Regions from separate parts of the Mus musculus genome. Here regions 2 and 3 are each linked to region 1. A link is a contact called in public Hi-C and HiChIP or PLAC-seq data. All regions are on one chromosome and are shown on one strand. The core of a region is the stretch at or near the end of the contact, and the rest is flanking DNA. Distances in the headings are between cores, read along the strand shown. Region 1 overlaps Fnbp1 (formin binding protein 1). Region 2 overlaps Ncs1 (neuronal calcium sensor 1). Region 3 has its middle 14 kb from the start of Tor1b.

Region 1 (2,783 bases), core at 112-2,611:
GGGGCCAGTGACAGGCTGTCAATAAAGAAATGTGGCTGGTGCCTGAGGAACAATACCCTGGGCTCCAGCTCAAGTACATACACATGCACATGTACTCACCAACCGCGAAGGTGCGCGCACACACATGCGCACACACCAAAGAGAAAAATAAAATAAAATAAAATAAAATAAAGGAAGCATGTTTGTATTGGCTTGGTTTATGTGTCAACTTGACATGAGTTAGTGTCCTCAGAGAGGAAGGAGCCTCCCTTGAGGAACTGTCTCCTTGAGATCCCACTGTAAGGCATTTTTTTTTGGTTATCTGATCAATGAGAGAGGGCCAGCCCACTGTGGGTGGTGCCATCCCTGAGCTGGTCCTGGGTAGGCTGAGCAGGTCAGTAAGCAGCACCCCTCCATGGCCTCTGCATCAGCGCCTACCCTGTTCGAGTTCCCACTGTGACTTCCTCAGATGATGAGCAGCAATGTAGAATTGTAGACCAAAGAAACCCTCCCCTCCCTAACTAGCTTTTTGGTCATGGTGCTTCGTCGCAGCAATGGAAACCCTAAGACAATGTTGGTTTTGTTTCTGTATGAGCAGGACTCTGTGTGAGCCTCCTTTAGGGTGTTTCTTTTCTAAAGCTGCATTTACAAACCCTTTAAGTGTCTCTACCATGACCCAGAGAAGCAAATGCAGCGCTGTTATGTTAACCCCGGTGGCCTAGGCTGGCTGTGTGCCCTTGCCCTTCACCTTTCTCCAGAGCATCCTTGGCAATGGGTGTTGGGAGCTTTGGGGGCCCTGGGTGGAGTTGGCTGTTGAGAAAAGGTGGAGGGAGTGGAGTCCCAGCCCTCAGGAGACAGAGGCAGGCGGGTGTCTGTGAGTTCGAGGCCAGCCTGGTCTCCATGGAAAGTTCCATTCCAGGCTACCAAGGGCTAGCTACATAGTGAGATATCAGTTTCAAACACCCCATGATGAAAACACTCCTGACTGCTGCAATGGCAGTGTAGAAGCCAGGGGGTGGGGGGGAGCACGGTCTCGTCCTAGGGACCGTGACTCATTACCACGGCGAGTGTGAGCTCACACCAGGACTGTTTCCGGTCTCCTCTCTGGACAGGAGACTGCACAGCCTGTGCAGCTCGCAGAAGCTGCCTTTCTGCTTGAGTTAACAGAGATTTTGAATTCTACTTTGGGTAACTGGGGTACGGGGCAACAGAAAGCCTTTTATAGCCCTGTTTAGCAAGTGAATGGCCTCCGGATGGAGATCCTGGTCTCATTTGCTGTCTTTCTGTTTTGGGTTTTTTTGTTTTGCTTTCTCCTATTTCAATGACTGTGCACCAGAGTAACCCGCAGTCCTGGGACTGGAACTCTGTAAGACTGGAAAGAAAAAAAAAAAAAAAACAACTTGAGGAAATTGCTGGAATAGTTCAGGCATATTTCTTTGGTTAACTTATTTTGAAGTTTTTTCTGTTTTGTGTTTTCACTGCCTCATAATTTATCCCAGACAGACTGCATTGTTTGGCAAGCCCTTGGCCTAGCCGTTCCCAACACCAGCTCCCAGCACTCTGACTGAATAGAAATTGTCTCTTAGTTTTGAAGTTGAAAATGTATTCTAGATGCAACCCTTTGCTGGAAAAGTTCAACAATGCCACTTACACCACCACATGACAGGACAAAGACTGGCTTCTTCTCCCTTGTTCCTGCCCCTCCCCCCTCTGCTGGCTTCACAGAGCCGGTCCTCAGAGGCAAGCTTGCCTCTCCAACCTCTGACTCGGACAAAGGATGATATTCCTTAATAATTCAATTAGGCTATAAATATTGTTCATGCCGGTGGACTAGCATTGAGGTACAGCTCCCCACCCCCACCCCCACCCAGGGTTTCTCTGTGCAGCTCTGGCTGACCTCGCTCTGTAGACCAGGCTGGCAGAGATCCGCCTGTCTCTGGCTCCTGAGTGCTGGGATTAAAGGCATGCACCACACCGCTAGCTTGTGGTACAGCTTGTGTGTGTGTGTGTGTGTGTGTGTGTGTGTGTGTGTGTGTGTGTGTGTGTTAGTAGGTTTGATCCCGGTTGAGTGTGCATTGGGTGTGCTTTAGAAGCTGAAGAGAAAGCTTAAGGACACTTGCTGCTCTTGCAGAGGACTCACCACCCACATCAGGAGGCTCACAACCACCTACAATTCCACCTCCAGGGCATCCGACTCTCTTCTGGCTTCCACAGACAGCTGCACTCACTTGCTCTCCCCCTCACACACACAATTAAAAATAAATCTTAAAATATAGTTTTGACGTCTTTAAAACATTATATAAAGCTATGAAGCTTTCATTTCTTTTCATTAATTTTTTTTCATCATCATTATTATGTTGTTATTCTGAGACATGGTCTCACTGTGTATCCTTGGCTAGCCTGGAACTCACTTTGTAGACCAGGCTAGCCTCAAACTCACCGAGATCCTCTTGCTTCTGCTTCCTGAGTGCTGGGATTAAAGGTGTGTTACACCACACCTAGCCCACATTATTCTTTTTGAACCAGATTGGACATTGGGTTCTGTTTATCTGTTTACTTATTAATGCAGAGACTGATCTAACCCTTGTGCATGCGAAGCAGGCCCTGAGCCAAATTCCAGCCCTAGTTTCCAATTATCAGTTCAAATTACTAGCTGTTGAATAAAGCCAGTGCACTAGCTAGCTCTTTTCTTTTGGCTTGTTGTTTGTTGAGACGGAGTCTCATGATCTTAGTGCCCCCCTCCCCCCGCGCGCGCCGCCGCGCCCCAAATGCTGGGATTGTAGGAGTGGTCCATTCTAGGCCTG
Region 2 (2,783 bases), core at 162-2,661, 190 kb before region 1:
GACAACACATTGAATTCACTGAAAGATCCTTCTCTAAACCTAGTCATTCTTGGTGTGTCTTCTGACTTCAGGCAACTGAACTAACCTCGCTGGGCCTCAGTTTCCTCCTGTGAAAAATGGGAGCAGTGATGCCTTCCTGGTAAGATGAGATTAAGACACAGGAGTTTTAAGTTCCTCATCTAACAATCACAGCAGGCCACACCCTGAGTGGGGCTTTGGAGGTACAGCAGTGACCCCCATGGCTCCTGTCCTCCAAGCTCCTCATATAACCAGGACAGACCTGAAGTACAAAGCTGTCTACTCACCCATGTGGTAAGAAAGACCAGAGTGATAAAAGCTCACTTAGTAGAGTGCTCGCCCAGTGTGCACAGAGCTGTGTTCCATCCCAGCGCCCTATAAGACAGGTCATTGTGGTGCTCACTGTGAATCCAGCACTTGGGAGGAAGAGCATCAGAGGGCAAGTTGGAGGCTAGCCTGGGCTACATGGAACCCTGTCTGGACATGGGGGAGCAGTAACCAGGGTGGAGGGAAAGGCTGTATAGAGGCTTGCCCAGAGGCAGAAAGCAGTCCTCTGACAGGCAAAAGTTTACAGCGCACAGTCAGTTGTGGAACTGCAACTAGGAGAAAGCAGCTGCCCGCCCAGCTCTGACCTCACAGAGCACAGAGGTGCCTCAGGTGGCCACATGCTGCTGGAACAAAGCCTTAGCCACAGGAGGCTGTTGTCATCCGGGCAGAGGGAACACGACAGGTGTCCTGAAGCATTAGCAACTGCCACTATTAATAAAGGTGTCACCGCAGCCACAGGATAAGCAGAGCATGGCAGGTCCTACTGGTAGGACCTGGGCATTCCTGCCTCTACCCCAGGAACCGCTCTGGTCAGGAGACCTCCTTCCTACAGCCCACCTTCCCACTTCCGCTCATGCCCTCCAGATCCCCTCCCCCAGCCCATGGTTGGTGACACACCAGGCTGACCGCCATTCACAGCTCAGGCACTCCTGGTCAGTCACGGTTGGGAATGTCACAGCCTGTGGAGCCCAGAACAGGATTGGGGAAAGGGTGATGAGGGATCCCTAATGAGACCCATCTCCCCCAAAGAAGGGTGCAATGCCCTACTGAGAGGATAACTAGCTGAACTGGCAGGGACCATGCTGGAGTGAAGTAGCCCCGCCTTCAGCTAGCCCCTCCCACTCCTCCCCTCCCGATCCATGCAGCGACCCTGCTCCAGAAACCCATCGGCAGACGCTGAGGTCTAGCTCCAGCAGAGACCCTGGAAAGTTCTGGCCATGAATTCCCGGGCGTCAGGCCAGGAGGACTGAAATACATAACAGCTCTAAGCAAATATGCTCTAGTGCTGCTTCTGGAGCTGGCCCTTTAAGAGCCAGGGTAGGGGCGTGGCCCTGATCTCCAAGGAGGAGGCACCCCAGTGACTCACCGCTGAGCTAGTGGTTCCGAGGTACTGGAGGACCCCAAACTGGCTGGGCAGGAGGGTGGCTGCTGTCAGTCACCCGTCAAAGTGACAGGTGCAGATGGGCAGATAGAAGCTTGCAGCACCAAGTCAGGCTGTGACCTTGACCACTGCACTCGCTGCTGCCTTCATCTTCTAGGTCTATAGAGTATTCCCAGCCACTTACGGCCTGTTTCCCAAGCCGCTTCTCTGTGGGGGCTGGGAGAGGACACGGACTTCAGGGGGTTAGCCACTGCACACCAATCTCGGCAGGCACCTACTGGAACAGATGCCTCCTGTCCTTCGTGGACGTGAACCTGAAGCTTAGGAAGCTAGCGTGCGCTTGCCCAGTGCGCACAAGGTCCTAGAATAGGTCCCAGCGCCTCACAGACCAGGAGTGGTAGTGCCACTGCTGAAGGTGGAGGCATGAGGTTCAAGGCTATCCTCAGCTACACAGGGAGTTTGAAGCCAACCTGGGCTACATGAGATGCTGTCAAGAAAAGAAGGAAGGAGAGAGGGGAGAAGGGAAGGAAGGACAGAGGAAAGGGGGCTGGGGAGATGGCCCAATGGGTAAAATGTCTGCTCTGAAATGATGAGGGACTGAGTTGAGATCCCCAGCATCCCAGGACAGAGTGTGGTGGGTGGGAGGGGGGAGAAGAGGCAGGGACCCTTGGCCAGTCTAGCCAATGGTGAGCTCCAGGCTCAGTGACAGATCTGTTCAAGAAATCAGGTAGAAAGCAGTTGAGAAAACACCCAGCCTGTGTCTATGTCTTCCATATGTGTATGCATGCACGTGTGAGCGCACACACTCGCACACACACACACACACACACACACACACACACACATATACATGAATGCATGTATTGATGCATGTGTGCACTCATAGCTAGGCCTATCTCTAACCTGGCAGCTCTCCTCCTTTCCTGTCCAGCTTAGCATGCTTGGTGGGCCCAGCACAGGACTGCTGTCACCAGCATCATCTTCCTCCTAGACCACGTCCAGGACACAGGTCCTGAGAGTAACCCTGTCCTGACACTGGTATCAGGCGAAGCTGCTGGCCCAAATCTCCTCTACCCTGACCTCCTCCTGCCTCCATCAGGGAAGGAGTACACAAGATGCTAAGCTGACATGCCACTTAAGCCCTCCCACAGGTGCCTATGCTGCATACATACGTCCCCCATTGTACCAACAGCTTGTCTTGACATTTAAACTGGCCTCACTTCTGTTTCTCCACCACATTATGGATGCCGTATAAGCCAGAGAACCAACAGTCCATGTTCCCTTGTGTCAGTACCACAGGGTAAACTGAGGCAGGTAGCCTAAAACCACTTTCTCA
Region 3 (2,783 bases), core at 189-2,688, 130 kb after region 1:
TTCACTAATCAGGATTTAGGGGTAGGGGGTTTCCTTAGGAGCATATCTTTGTGGTACCCTTATCCTGCTCCCATTGGTTGGGGTATTCAGCTGTGGTGGGGACTAGCCTGGCCTAACATTCATGTCTTACTTGCCAACCAGGATGTCAGTTCCAAGGGACATCTCGGGAGTTAAAACTATCCTCGACCCCTACTCAAATGGACGTCTCTCTCCAAATGGCTTCTTACATTGGTGCAAGTGTCTCTCTTATGCTGGGTCCATCCCAGGGGCAGCTTATGAACAACCATAAAAGCTCACACACAGGGCAGGAAGTGCTGAGGCGAGGTCGGTTCAGGTCCAAGCTTACTGCGGCTAACTATACAAAGCAGTTCCAGCTGACCTCTACGTGATTGGATCCCAAGATCACCAAAGCCCAGCACATCACAGAATCTGCAATTCATTCAGGCATGAGAAAGTCTCCTAGTAACAGTACATGAGAAAGCTTCCTAATAACAGCACATGGGAAGGTTTGCTTATACCATTGGTAACAGCACAAAATGGCAGGCTAGGCAGGCAGCAGCTATCTAGGCCTCAACATTTTACCTAGACCCTAACAGTCAGGTCTCCTAGAACTGAAGTTACAGGTGGTTGTGAACTGCCATGTGGGTGCTGGGAACTGAACCCAGGTTCTCTACAAAAGCAACAAGTATTGAATGATTATTTTATTTATTTATTTATTTATTTATTTATTTAGGTTTTTCAAGACAGAGTTTCTCTGTGTAGCTCTGGCTGTCCTGAAACTCACTCTGTATATTTATTTATTTATTTATTTATTTTTAAAATTAAACATTTTAAGTTTAATTGCCTTGTATAGCCGGAGGCTGGAGCTGTATGGGAGGAAACAGCGAGAGAAATAACGAGACCAAGACAAAATTTCTGATCCAGGCCCAATGTTTACTAAGAGTCTGTGCTTATAAAGGAGGGAGGCCCATCCCCTGCCACGCCAGGCTTCTTGATGCTTTGCTGCCAAGTTGTTAGCACTTGGTCTGCCAGAGCTGTTAGCACTAGGTCCAATCAACAGGTTGTCAGCTTAACTCAGGAATATCTCAGGAAGACAGGTTCAGCCTCTCAGTGGGGCATCTTGGAGAAGAACACAGGTGGCAGAACAATAGACCTGGGTCGGAAGACTCCACCCTCCATGGTCTCATTCACAGCTGCAGAACAGGTCTGAGTCGGCCTGCTCAAGGCTGGGGGAGGCTATAGCCTTGAACTGAGCAATGATTGCTCCATTCTAAACCTCCCAGGCAGCCAGGCTTCCTCCCAGACCACATTCCCATCTTACTTGCAGTTTTCCCATCCTTTTTGCTCTCTTCTCCTGAGGCTTCCTGGACCTGTCCTCATGGCTCCCCTCCTTCCTTCCTGTCCCTTTCTCCACCCCTCCTAGAAACGGGAGTCCCACCTTATTCTCTCTAAAGCTCTATATTGGCTCCTTGGCTTTTATTGGCAGGGCAGAGAACGAATGAATGAGGAGCAATGTTTAAGCAAACTTGGGACAGGAGCATCTAAGGATAACATAAAGAAGCCACAGCCACGTGGAAACCAGGTAGTGGGATAGAGAGATCAGCATGTGAGATAATGCAAGGGTAAACTTTACACAGTGGGGAGAACATTTGGCAGACAAACAAGCGCTCTGAACTGCTCAGCCATCTTTCCAGCTCCCATTTTTTTTCTTCTTTTAATTACATTTGGCCAAATGTGGTGGCACATGCCTTTAATCCTAACACTTGGAATGCAGAAGTAGGAGAACCTCTATGAGGACGACAACAGGCTGGTCTACATCATGAGTTCCAGATCAACCAGAGCTACAGACAAACAAACAAAAAATTACATTTATTTACTTTATTGTGTATATGTATGGGTGTGCGTGTATGTCACAGTGCAAGTGTGGAGGTTAGAGGACAGCTTTTGGGAGTTCATTTTCCCTTTTGTGATGGCTGTTCTTGCTTGTCAACATGACTACATATGGAGTTAACTAAAACCCAGGCTGCTGAGTATACCTGTCAGGGACTTTCCTTGATTGGATAGTTTGAGGTGGGGAGAACCACCTTAAATCTGGGCCACACCTTCTGTTGGCAGTCTATTCAAAGGACATGGAAGCAGGAAACTGGCTCTTTGCTGTTTGCCCTCGCTCTCACTGCCACGTCCGTTTCCGTTTCCCCCATGGACTGAACAACTGATGGATTCTTGGACGTTGTGTTGGTGAACGGCCATTGTTGGACTAGTGTAGGCATAGTGTTGTGCACTGAGTAAAGATTATTCTTGTGTTATGCAAACGCTGATTGTCTGTCCTCACATCCTGTTTCAGTCCCGGCACAGCATTGTGCTGCTTATACCAAGAATCTACTGTCTCAAGTTTGTGTAAACAATTCTTTTTTTATTATTATTAGATATTTTCTTTATTTACATTTCAAACGCTATCCTGAAAGTTCCCTATACCCTCCCCCCGCCCTGCTCCCCTACCCACCCACTCCCACTTCTTGGCCCTGGCGTTCCCCTGTACTGGGGCATATAAAGTTTGCAAGTCCAATGGGCCTCTCTTTCCAGTGATGGTCGACTAGGCCATCTTCTGCTACATATGCAGCTAGAGACACAAGCTCTGGGGGTACTGGTTAGTTCATATTGTTCCACCTATAGGGTTGCAGACCCCTTCAGCTCCTTGGGTACTTTCTCTAGCTCCTCCATTGGGGGCCCTGTGTTCCATCCAATAGTTGACTGTGAGCATCCACTTCTGTATTTGCCAGGCA

What was found. A called contact is a pair of places that touch in the nucleus more often than the background predicts. HiChIP or PLAC-seq counts read pairs in DNA pulled down with a chosen protein or histone mark.
Region 2: a contact with region 1 is called in a Hi-C map of CD8 T cells, with 3 times the contacts expected there. The contact joins two enhancer-like sites. A contact is called at or near these places in 1 of 484 Hi-C or Micro-C datasets (CD8 T cells) and 2 of 115 datasets of contacts at active chromatin or transcription factors (embryonic stem cells and memory CD8 T cells).
Region 3: a contact with region 1 is called in an H3K27ac HiChIP or PLAC-seq map of embryonic stem cells, with 14 read pairs. The contact joins two enhancer-like sites. A contact is called at or near these places in 5 of 115 datasets of contacts at active chromatin or transcription factors (bone marrow-derived macrophages, embryonic stem cells, microglia and 1 more).

The regions. Positions count from the first base shown.
Region 1 is chr2:31,067,224-31,070,006 of GRCm38.p6, reverse strand. All of the region lies in intron 6 of Fnbp1 (formin binding protein 1), which reads left to right. Among named protein-coding and RNA genes, the nearest start is that of Gm39786, 72 kb to the right of the region's middle. Within about 2 kb of position 1,361, at least 175 of the 459 cell types and tissues checked have an H3K27ac peak or open chromatin away from gene starts, as enhancers often do. A contact at or near this core is called in CD8 T cells and embryonic stem cells, where this site is marked.
Region 2 is chr2:31,257,714-31,260,496 of GRCm38.p6, reverse strand. The region is part of intron 1 of Ncs1 (neuronal calcium sensor 1); the gene reads right to left. Among named protein-coding and RNA genes, the nearest start is that of Ncs1, 13 kb to the right of the region's middle. Within about 2 kb of position 1,411, at least 228 of the 459 cell types and tissues checked have an H3K27ac peak or open chromatin away from gene starts, as enhancers often do. A contact at or near this core is called in CD8 T cells, where this site is marked.
Region 3 is chr2:30,937,311-30,940,093 of GRCm38.p6, reverse strand. No RefSeq gene overlaps it. Among named protein-coding and RNA genes, the nearest start is that of Tor1b, 14 kb to the left of the region's middle. Within about 2 kb of position 1,438, at least 15 of the 459 cell types and tissues checked have an H3K27ac peak or open chromatin away from gene starts, as enhancers often do. A contact at or near this core is called in embryonic stem cells, where this site is marked.